Regions from separate parts of the Hordeum vulgare genome. Here region 1 is linked to region 2. Evidence: chromatin contacts called from public Hi-C data. All regions are on one chromosome and are shown on one strand. The core of a region is the stretch at or near the end of the contact, and the rest is flanking DNA. Distances in the headings are between cores, read along the strand shown.

The links. A called contact is a pair of places that touch in the nucleus more often than the background predicts.
Region 1: a contact with region 2 is called in a Hi-C map of leaf, with 4 times the contacts expected there. The contact joins the promoter of LOC123444267 here to the promoter of LOC123441862 in region 2. A contact is called at or near these places in 4 of 6 Hi-C or Micro-C datasets (leaf and seedling) and 1 of 1 datasets of contacts at active chromatin or transcription factors (embryo).

What each region holds. Positions count from the first base shown.
Region 1 is chr3H:462,270,262-462,275,894 of MorexV3_pseudomolecules_assembly, forward strand. LOC123444267 reads right to left here and starts at 4,150. Exons shown (of 8, transcript XM_045120944.1): 1 at 3,947-4,150; 2 at 3,807-3,865; 3 at 3,344-3,512; 4 at 3,164-3,252; 5 at 2,662-2,794; 6 at 2,266-2,358; 7 at 2,053-2,155; 8 at 1,386-1,789. The coding sequence starts at 4,084. The coding sequence ends at 1,437.
Region 2 is chr3H:462,041,045-462,046,289 of MorexV3_pseudomolecules_assembly, forward strand. It overlaps LOC123441862, which reads right to left and starts at 2,236. Exons shown (of 3, transcript XM_045118061.1): 1 at 2,206-2,236; 2 at 1,267-1,332; 3 at 12-304. The coding sequence starts at 2,236. The coding sequence ends at 12. LOC123444266 (ras-related protein Rab7-like) reads right to left here. Exons shown (of 7, transcript XM_045120943.1): 5 at 5,214-5,245; 6 at 5,001-5,146; 7 at 4,097-4,454. The coding sequence ends at 4,391.

The sequences.
Region 1 (5,633 bases), core at 2,900-5,399, 230 kb after region 2:
TGGCTACAAAAGAGTACTACTTTTATCATATATGGCCCACCTTTCATTCTCACAAAGCACCTAGCAGCACGTGCTAGAGCTGGCTCTTCACGAAGAGCCCGCTTCCCTTCTCTCTCATCCAATTCAGCAAAAAATATAGTATTTTAATCCTTATAGCCTGCTGACTGTACCTTATTGTACTTGCTCTAATGGAACTCACATCGTTTGCTACAGTACTCCCTACGTTTTTTGACACGGTCATAGTGTCAAAACATACACGTCTTATATTAAGACCAAATGATAAGTGACATATGTGTGACACGAAGTAAAACTGCCCTAATATTTTTTGTTATCTGTAAAACTACCACAAGTGCCATCCTCGGGTAATTAAACTTGCCATCAAAAAACTTCACGGCGGACTTGCTTCATGCCACATGCGTGGCACTTATCAGTGTCCAAGATTAATCAGCGCTTAATAGCTCAGAACCCAACATAATCATTTGTAAAATTTGTTGCAGGCACAGAACAAGAAGTTGGACATGCATATGACGTTACCGCGACAGAGTACAGGCATACATGCGGTTACTTGACATGAGATCATACATCACATGTCTTGAGCCAAGTGCGATGCCAACTCCCACCAAAACCCCTTTCCCAAGAGAAACACATATGTTGTCACCCAATTTCCCAAGGACAAGAGCATCATCCACTACACTCAGTCTGCTATTCAAGTCCTTGATATTCAACTTTCAAAAAAAACAAGTCCTTGATATTCTTCTCTCTTCTTTCTCAGTTCAGGGAGGACACTTATCTTAATTCTAGTGAAAAGGCAGATGAGAATTCAGACACCACCAACAAAACAAGAGGGGATACCAGAGAGCCAGAAGCTAATGAATGTCTCTGTTATCACCTACTGCCCTACTGGAGGTTACAGTGATAGCACTGAATTTCAAGAGAATATTCCGTTAAGTGTCAACATTGAGAGGATGACTTGGAATGGTCTTGCAAGCATGCCAGAAAAAAGATGGCTAACTGATGCCTCAAACACAGAATGCCATCTCAAGTTAAAAGTCTATTTTCCATACTACAATCTCCTTTCCGTTACTTAACTTTTACTCCCTCCGTTCCTAAATATAGGTATTTCTAGAGATTCCACTACAGACTACATATGGCACAAAATGAGTGAATCCACACTATGAAGTATGTCTATATACATCCGTATGTAGTTTGTAGTGAAATCTTTAAAAAGACTTATATTTAGCAACGGAGGGAGTACTTCGCATATATAGGTAGATACCAGGCATGTGATCTCTTTGCTCTTATCGAGTTGGAAGCACAGAAAATAGCTTTAGGCAACTGCGTTCACTGGACCTGTGAAGAAGTGATCCTTAGGTAGATGTTCCATATGATCGAAATGCAGCTTGGTATATATATTTTTCCAACTGCTCACAGTTTCATTATCCTAAGCTAGCATTTCTTTTCGGACATGTCCGTCTATTATGCCCCTTCTCTTTGCAGAAGCTACATGAATAAATACCTGAATTAGCACGGTTAACTTTCTTAATACTCTGTTGCGGTAACCCAGGGCAGTTCCGACGGTTGTGACCCTTTTCACCGCATTGGCTGCAGTGCCGAGGTTGGCGCTCATGTTCATTCTCTGACTTTGGGTTTCCACATGTTCGGCTATTATGTCCCTTTCCCCCACATAACCGGCATCTGAATTGCACTCTGGCTGAAATTTCCCTCACTGTTGGGCAATAGAAGCTTCTATGTCCTTCTTCCCCGCATTTACTGCAGTAAAATTTCACCCCTGCGGAGCATCAGGTGCCAGATGTTGTTCAAGTTAATCGCAAGTTCCATTTTGGTGGGAATCCAGGTGAAAAAAAAGTAATGGCATAAGACGACAACTAATCCTCGTACTACTACTTAAACTAAAAATGAAGAGCATAATAAATGTACTAACTAAGAACATATCGCCAACAGCCAACTGACTAGAAACAGCCAAACTTTGTGAATTGACACAAATTGAGGAAATTGTGAAAATTATCTCTGAAGGAAAGGAAATCCAGTTACCTTTCATGGCAATGCTTCTCTTGAACCGATTCTCAGGATCCCTGAAGAATACCTTTTGTTTTTCAGAAGCATGATTTCTTGCTGCAGCAGTACCTTTTGTTCTCTTCGAGTCAAGGCACAGAGGGGAGGAAATAGATCGCTGTCAGTGCCAGCTCAATTGCTTGTATTGAACAAGAACATACAGTTGCAACAATTGCCAGGATATCTTATTACCTTAATCGCAGCAACTCTTTGAGCATGCAATTTGGCATCTTGGTGTATAATCTTCATGTGCTTAGTAAACAATCCTGTTTTAGCATTCAGACTCTGCAATTATTATTATTAAGCTTTTTAAAAGCCAAAAGCAACTATAGATCTTCAGAAAATTAAAAAAAAGTTTGCAAAGCTGGTATATTTTATATTTCAAAACTGAATTAGATATAACAGGGCTCAATATTTAACTGTTAGGTATGCAGGGATCTAGTGTAATAAGACTAAAACATGTGTAACAGATTGCATATGAACAGCGTTTATTAGTAGGAAAATTATAGTATCATATACCACACTAGCACTAACCATATCAAGAAGCCTATAGCATATAAATTTAGTTTTCAAGAAAGCGCCACTTACTCTTAAAGACCGGCTAATCTTCATGGCAACTTCCGGGGATGGTGATGGATAAGTACGCTTCGATCTTTTTGAGGTGTTGATCTTTATCTCTAGTTTGTCGACTTCATCATCTTCCTTTACTTTCAAGGGAGAACTGCATAGGGGAAAGCACAATATTCTTACTCTAATGATTCAACAGCACTTTTTTCACACCTTCTGCAACAACCTAAGTATGTTGCATCTGGAATATGACATACAGTCATCTACGGCGGGAATCCAAAATGATACCTTTTTTCATCACTATGTAAAAAGCCCTATCATCTATCATTACTTCTTTTAATACAACGGGAATTGCATATTTGTGTCTGTTCTTAAAATTGCTGATGTTGATGGGAACTGTTCTAATCAAACCATTAAAGAGATTTCTCGACAGGAGATCTTTTGACAAGCAGTGTGACAAAACAATAGCTAATTGATGAGATGGCCAAGGTGACACATGGAAGAGATGCAGAACAAACATCACCTAGACCGAACTTCCTCCCATGGTTGTTCATCAATAGATTCTTGCCATATCACACATTCTCCACCACATTGCGTACACATCCTAATCCCCTAGATATACACACACAACAATAAGCTGATAAATTCCTGAAGTGCACATATTTACTTTCAGGGCGATTTACAAGAGGCCGGGAAGGCTCACCTTGCCATTGCACATAGAGCAGTCCAAGCTGGATCTATCTATCCCGCACTTTTTGCAAGGGGTGTATCCCCTACCCCTACAGTTAGGGCAAGGCAGCTCTCGATAGTATTGCCCATTTGGACCAACCCAGGATCTCAGCTTCCCCTTCTCGGCAACCGGGGCAGTATTCCTGCAACCGAAAAATACTCTTTTCAACAAGTAGCTACAGCACAAGAACAAATCTCCAATTCTCAATGGTTTTGATGGTATCCATGGCGAATGCACAATCTCCTAGGAAGTTAGATTGTTGAAGTGTTAGGTAACCCTGAAGGTCTACAAGCTAGTGAGACTGAAGAACCCTCTCCCGCCCCCTCCCTCGTAACTGTGTCAATTCCAACATCATCTGAAATCCACAATGGCCTCCAACGCTCATGAACAACAATTGGGCACATGACGAGAATGCGAGCGAAGGGGGAAACATTACTGCGATGGGCTGGGGCCGACATCTGGGCCGAGAAGGTCGGCCAACGGGTCGTAGTGGAGCTGCAGCAATGGCACGAATAACAACAGCTATGAAGTGCGAGAACCCAAAAGGCTTCCAAGCGAACGAGGACTACCACGTACCGGCGCTCCGGTGGCGTCAGCCGAGGAAGCGGCGGCGTGCCCTCGGCGGGGCAGCTTTGCCGGCCGGGCCCGCACCCGCTCCAGCCTCCATCGAGCTGCGGACGGTGCGGGGCGGGCGGCCGGAAGGCGCAGCAGCATCCTGAGGGGAAGCGTCCAGCGTGCGTGGGAGGACGCGGTGGACTCGGCGTCTCTTGGCTCGTTTGCCACGCGACGACGGGGACGGGGCGGTGGCTCGCGTAGCGGCCGCGTGGCTCCTGGGATTTGTGGTTGGCGTTGCTCTTCTCGAGTTTTTTCACTGTTCTGACCTTATCAGCTGACGCAAAATAAAAACATAAAAGTATTTTACGATTTGACCCTTTTAACAATGCCACAGCCCGTGACGTTTTTGTCCAACTTAGAAACGTCGAACTAGACAGCGTTGCTGCTTCACATTAAAACGCTGAGCTAGACCATGTTGCCTCTCTATAAAGAAACCCCAATGGCTTTGGTATTTCTGCCTTATATGGAAACGCATGCGGCAGCGGTCGTCGGCGCGGCAGCGGTCGTCGGCGCGGCAGCGGTCGTCGGCGCAGCAGCGGCAGCAGCAAATCGTCGTGCAGCGTTGACACATCCGTTTTCTGGGACTCCAAGTACACCCAAGAATACACCGAACGTCGCTCTATGGTCCGTCTCTACCAACCAATATTCGCATCTGTTTATCCTATGCTGCTGCTTGTTACAAGTTTGATGGTGATGGATTAATTGGGTTGCAGGAGCGGTCGCGAGATGGTAGCAGCTTCGCCGCCGAAGACTAGGACGACCGGCCGTGGACGATAAAGGAGATTCAATCGATGCTTCAGACGAGGACACACGCTGCACTCAAGCGTGAGAGAGCTCTCTCATACGCCTTCTCTCATCCAATAAGAAACTCAGTGCATCAACATGTCCACTCCAGCAACATGTTTAATTAGTCTCCAAACGACGATAGACACCTTTGCCCTTTCCGTAAAGGACACGGGGAAAAAGTCAACAGAAAAGACCTAATACAAAATATACAACCTACTACACGCTCTAATGACGAATTATCGTCTTGCTAGGGTTGGGGGTGGTCAAGGAAAATGGCTTTTAACACCGGCATACACAGTGAAAACACGTTGCCCAAGGTGGGGCGATGGCCAGCAAAGGCTTAGGCTGAAGGAAGCCACAGAGTTGGAGAGAGAGGGAGGAGGAGGAATGACAGAGGAAGAGCGCATTGAAGTTGATGTCGGTCACCCACACAGAGTATCGACTGCTTTCCTCGACTATGACTTCCCTTTGTCAGAGAGATTGCGAGAGGCAGCCAAGAGAGAGAGAGGATATTGATGGAGCGGACAGAAACATTGTGTATAGAGAGAGGAGCGCAGTGACCGACTGACTTGAGGCAGCAGGGAGTAACGCCGTTGTATATGGCGTTGGCAGCAAGGGCAGCAACGCCAGTTAGCATGGCGTTTCTATGTGGATCAGAGACGTGAGCTAGTTCGACGTTTGAATGTGGAGGAGAAACGCCCAACTGGACTGGCGTTTCTACATGCAGCAGCAACGCCACGGGTTGTGGCGTTTCTAAAAGGGTCAGATAGTAAAATACTTTCAGATCGAGTTCAGTTTGTGGCAAAGATTATTGAGAGGATCAGAACAGTGCAAAAAACCCTCTTCTCGTTGTTGTTCTCAT
Region 2 (5,245 bases), core at 986-3,485:
CCACCAATATATCAAGAAGCCTGCAGGTGCGCGGTGGAGGAGTGGAGCATGGTGGTGAGCTCCTTGGAGGCGACGATGGACTTGTAGATCTCCATGACCAGCCGCTGCTCGAACTCGGACGCGCGAGCCGTGGCCGGCGGCAGCTGCTTCCGCCGCGGCACGCGCCTGGCCCAGATGCCCTCGGGCCCGCCGCCGGGCAGCGCCGTGGCCGACGCCTTCCGCGCCACCGCGAGCATGCCGCCCACGTACGCGTCCCGCGCCCGCGCCAGCAGCCGCCCCGGCGCCGCCACGAGCGCGCGCACACCCCACGTGCCGCGCGCCGCCCAGGCGCTGCGTGTTGCCGCCTCGGGCAGGCGAGTTCACGAGCGTGGCTTGGTCGTGATTGTTTCCACGCCTCGTACCGTCGTGGCTGGACGTGGATATTTTACACCCCCGTTTACACGAGTCGTTCGGAGTCGCTGGGCAATAAAAAACAGCTGGGATTATGTATATTTACTATACATGTCCATATAGAAGATCCACTAGAGATGCTCTAAAGAGGACAAGCACCGAAACTACTGCAAAAAAAAAAGCTGGCCCCGGGTAGCTTTTCTTTTTAGGTCTTGCCCCCAGGTAGCTAGGAGTAGAATCTTTCCAACAAGCTCAAGAACTTTCAATATGCCGCTTGTGTTTATTTAGTGCATGCCGCTACCTTTGTACTTCCTCTGTTCCTAAATATAAGTTTCTAAAAATTTCATTACAAACTACATACGAAATAAAATAAATATATTTTAAAATATATCTTTATACATCTGTATGTAATTCGTACTCGCTGTATTAAAAGCTTTAAAAGTCTTTTATTTAGGAACAGAGAGAGCTTTATTTCTGTCCGGTTCCTCTCGCCGGCGTCCCGGAATAGTCAGTCTCCGTCGCGGTCCAAGCACGTGTGCACCTCACAAGGGCCTCACTCGGTCCAAACTCCGGATCTAGCCCAATCTACTGCACGCTCCTACTACTGTGCTACACTGCTTTAGTACACGGGTACGTACCTTTCGGCAAAGATTTTTTTTCCCCCAATTCAGCAGTACTTCCACCATCCGAGATTTGTTGACGCTTAAATGGATGTACTTCCTCAGCTTTAACTTAATTGCAGCTGATTATAGTCGGGGGGTGAAGAGTGGTGGCAACGTGCGAAAAAAGTTGACCTGTGAGGAAACGTCCATGGGGTTGGGGGCGAAGATTCTCATCGAAAAGTCAAAAGCCATATCCACTAGCTGGCTAGCTAGCGTTTCTGAACCTTCTAGCCACCAGGTCAGCAGGATCCGGGAAGACGGCGTATGTAAGCTCGTGCTCCTGCGATTCCATTGAGACATCATCTTTGAGACTGTGACCACCACCGACGTCAACCATATCTTCGAGGACCAGGGAAAGGCCCTTGCACTATGGTTTCCCAGCAAGAGATTGCTTCGCCATCGAGTTTTGGAGAGAAACAATCTGTGGGTGCAGTGACGATACACTGGAAATGAGTATATGAATATCAAAAATTTACAGGTGCAAGAATATTGTGCAGGAGGAGTTATTCTTAGAATAAATAGGATGACTTTGCAAGGCAGAGGTCTCGTCTCCTCAGGTTTAGGCTAGGGGATGCTTCCATTCCATATAGTACATGCTAAGGGCATCAACAACGGCACTGACTCTCAAACTGTCCATATATATTCCGATCGCGCGGTTTAAATCCTGAAAACCATCCAACACGGTTCTGCATCTATCCGTTGACCGGTCCAGATGTGAGTTTTTTTCGTATAAATCAGAGACAAAGTGAAGGATGGGCTTTGTGGTTGTCCGGACCGCTGCCATGCCCGCTCCTAACTATCATGGCCCATCGAAAACCCTCCATCCATGTTCGGACACGTTCCCCCCTTTTTCCAGTTGTCCGCATTCATATCGTTGTAGAGCGGTCACTTTGCATTGACGCCGGTCCAGAGCGGACACGACCTCTCACTAGCACTGGTACTAAAGCGGTGCGACGGTCGAGAGAGCCGCCTGCGCCGGATGAGGACAAGGTCGTCGATATGGAATACAAAGAAAATCGACGATCAACGGCGCCTTAGGATATGTTTTTAAATATAAAAATGTCCAAACTATAAGGTATGTGCTTTGGTTTGTATGTATACCAGCCGTTTTGCATAAATTTCATGTTTTGTTTAAACAGTCGTTGAAATGTACCTGGGAAGTGTTCGGTGGCTGGCTTTCGCATCCGTGTTCGCGGACTGATCCCCCTATCCACGGACGGATGCAGGAGCAAATTTGCAGGCCAACACGGCAAGCATATCCAACGCTCACCCATAAATCAGATACCGCATCCTTTTATGGATAGGTGAGGACCAGTCCGCGAACACAGATACAAAAGTCAACCATACAATGTATTCACATACATTTCAAAACAAGTTTAAACAAACCGAGCAAATTCCATGCAATGAGATGATTTTCATTCAAGTCGGACGAAAATATTTACATTTTGTACATATTTTAACTTACTATACTGGACTAGGCTAAACCTAGTCTAATGCTGGTGCGGGGATCTCTCCTCCCATGACATGTCATGCCCATGTACCATAGCCCCCCTCATTGGAGTGTTGGAAGCCTTGGAGGGATATGCTTCAGCAAGAGGGGGAAAATAGCCTCCCTTCATCTTCGTGAAGCACGAACCAGAGTTGATTTTCGGGTGGGGGAAGGCGGTCGCCGTTGTCTACGCCTCCGCTTACCAATCAAAACACCGGTTGTGTACCCCGGTGACGCAGTAGCGGTGGCCTTCTTGGGACCCAAGCTGCGGTCACCTCTCATGATCTACTTTTTCTCATTGTTTGTGGTCGTCGCGGACATGCCGTCCTCCTTCACCGACATGGCTTCTTTCCTCACCTGTCTTAAGCGTTGCCGCCATTGCTAGCATCGGATTTGCCGAGAGAAGGCATTGGCCAGCCTAGACGGGCGAGGAAGGGGTGGCGATGTCGATGGTGGTGGCGCCGGATCTAGAGGGTTTGCCGGCAAGCCAACTTCTATCAAGCTGGCTCGCCGGGCAACCTAGGTCGCTTCAATGTCGGAGAACTCTTCTGCTCGTCATAGGCGATGAGGGTGTTGTACAAGGAGTACATGGAGAGAGCGGAGGTGGGGTGTAGTTCTTGTTTGGCCTGGCCACACTTATATAGGACGGATGCAAGGAGCTAGTTAGAGAGGCGTTTAATGCCAACCGATACATGAACGGACATGTGGCGCTCGGGGCGCCGGAGTAGGTTCCTTGACACACTCGTTGGTTAAATGGTAGTAGGCGAGTAAACCAATGTCGTTCCAACGCGGAGAAAAAATGTGGCACAACAGGCGGCGCTCTTGCGTCCACTCTAAACCGTCATAAATGCAGGCAGCTGGCTTTGGACGGGAAATCACACAGGCAAGGGAGGAGGTTTCTTCGTGGGCCAGCTAAGTCAGACGGGGACGTGGCAGCAGTCTAACCCACACCCCCTCCCCACTGTTTGTGTGCGGTTTGCAGGGGGAAAATGCGTCCAAACCATCGAATGAATCTAACACAGGACCGCGTTGGATGGCAAAATATGTCCGGACCTCGCCGGACCGCGAGATCAGTCGGTTCGGCGTTGAAGATGCCCTAATCATCGGCATACAGAAAAACTACATCGGGCAGCTCAAGGTGGATGAGAGCAAGTAGAGGGTTTTGAGTAGCTGAAATCATCGGCATACAGAAATCACGAAGTGGTTTATTAGGTAGCTGAAGCAGAAATTCAAGAAGAAAACTAGCAACATGTCCCTCACAATTGTGCAGGAAACTTGTTTATTATCTTTAGTTTAATATTCTCTTCGTTTATAAATATAAGATGTTTTGGATATTTTGACATGAACGAGTACATCTTACTGAAATGAATGAACAAACACGCCAAACATGTTTATATACATTAAATTTAAAAAAAATACTCCCTTCATCCTGGATTACTTAACACTGAAATGGACGTCTGGTATGCTAACTCACAAGCAAAATATTTCGAAACATTAACATTTGGCTCAGATAGAAGAATTATGCCCAACTCAACCAAAATCAACGCTTTGGACATCAATAAGTTACAGCTGCATGAATATAATTGAGGCTTAGGCCATATCCCAAATTGTATCAGTAGTACCACTTTGCACTCTTATTGCCGACTCAAGAAACAGGGCGGGCTGCTCATCAGTATTCGGTGAACCGAAGCCATAGTTGCTAACTATCTTACATGGGTTACAAAAGTGAATGGAGTGGATGCATAGGCACCCTAGTGTACATTGTCAACTCAAAAGGAATGCCGAGCATCACTTAAAAAGAATACCACACACAGCAGGCAAAATCTGGAAGGACAAAGACGGCTAAACGCTAGCATGCACACCCGCCTCTCTGTTCAGTCTCGGGGACAGGATCTGCGACTGTTTGGAAGTAGCTGAACAGCAGAAAAGAAAAAGGTTGTAAGCAACCAAAATACAACATCACTAGGTGTAACAGCTGCTCTTTCTTTGTTAAACCTAGATAGAGACACATTAATAATAAGCACAAGCTAATTGTTAGATTTCAAAGAGGTGCATATTTTATGTCGTTACGTGTCATCTTAGAAACAATCTTAGGTTCAGCACATCAATTAACAAAACAGTGTTTCCTTTAAGAGCTGTGATGCACATTGACAGTCTTAGCGTCTGAAAAAACATAGAAGTAATGGACAAGCATGAACAGAAGCTTATACACATTCATACTAAAAACTTAAGATTGTCAGAAGCCTTAGACAGGACATCTAAGCAACTGTTTAAATAAAAATCGTCCATAGAGGATATATAACAGAATGCAGCTATCAAAGCAGGTTGGGTATGGACTTCCAGTTTAAGATGACAGAATATTCAAGAAAAAGGAGATGAATCATGTATTCACAAGATAAACTTAATCCATGTTAAACAAAACATTACTAACAAAAAATGATGTAAGTAAGCTGACTCACATGTCCTGGTCACGCTCATGCTCTAGAGCAAGCTTTGCAACAGACAAAAATGCTTCATCGACGTTGTAGTCTTCTTTTGCAGAAGTTTCATAATAAGGAATATTGCCTTTTGAAGAACACCACTCCATAGCTTTTTTCTCAGAAACCTGTGTGAAAATTAGTTAGTGGTGTATCTAGGGACAGTTGTACGTTATATTTGCAACAACAACTGACCACTCTGCTTTTGCCACCATCTACGTCAATCT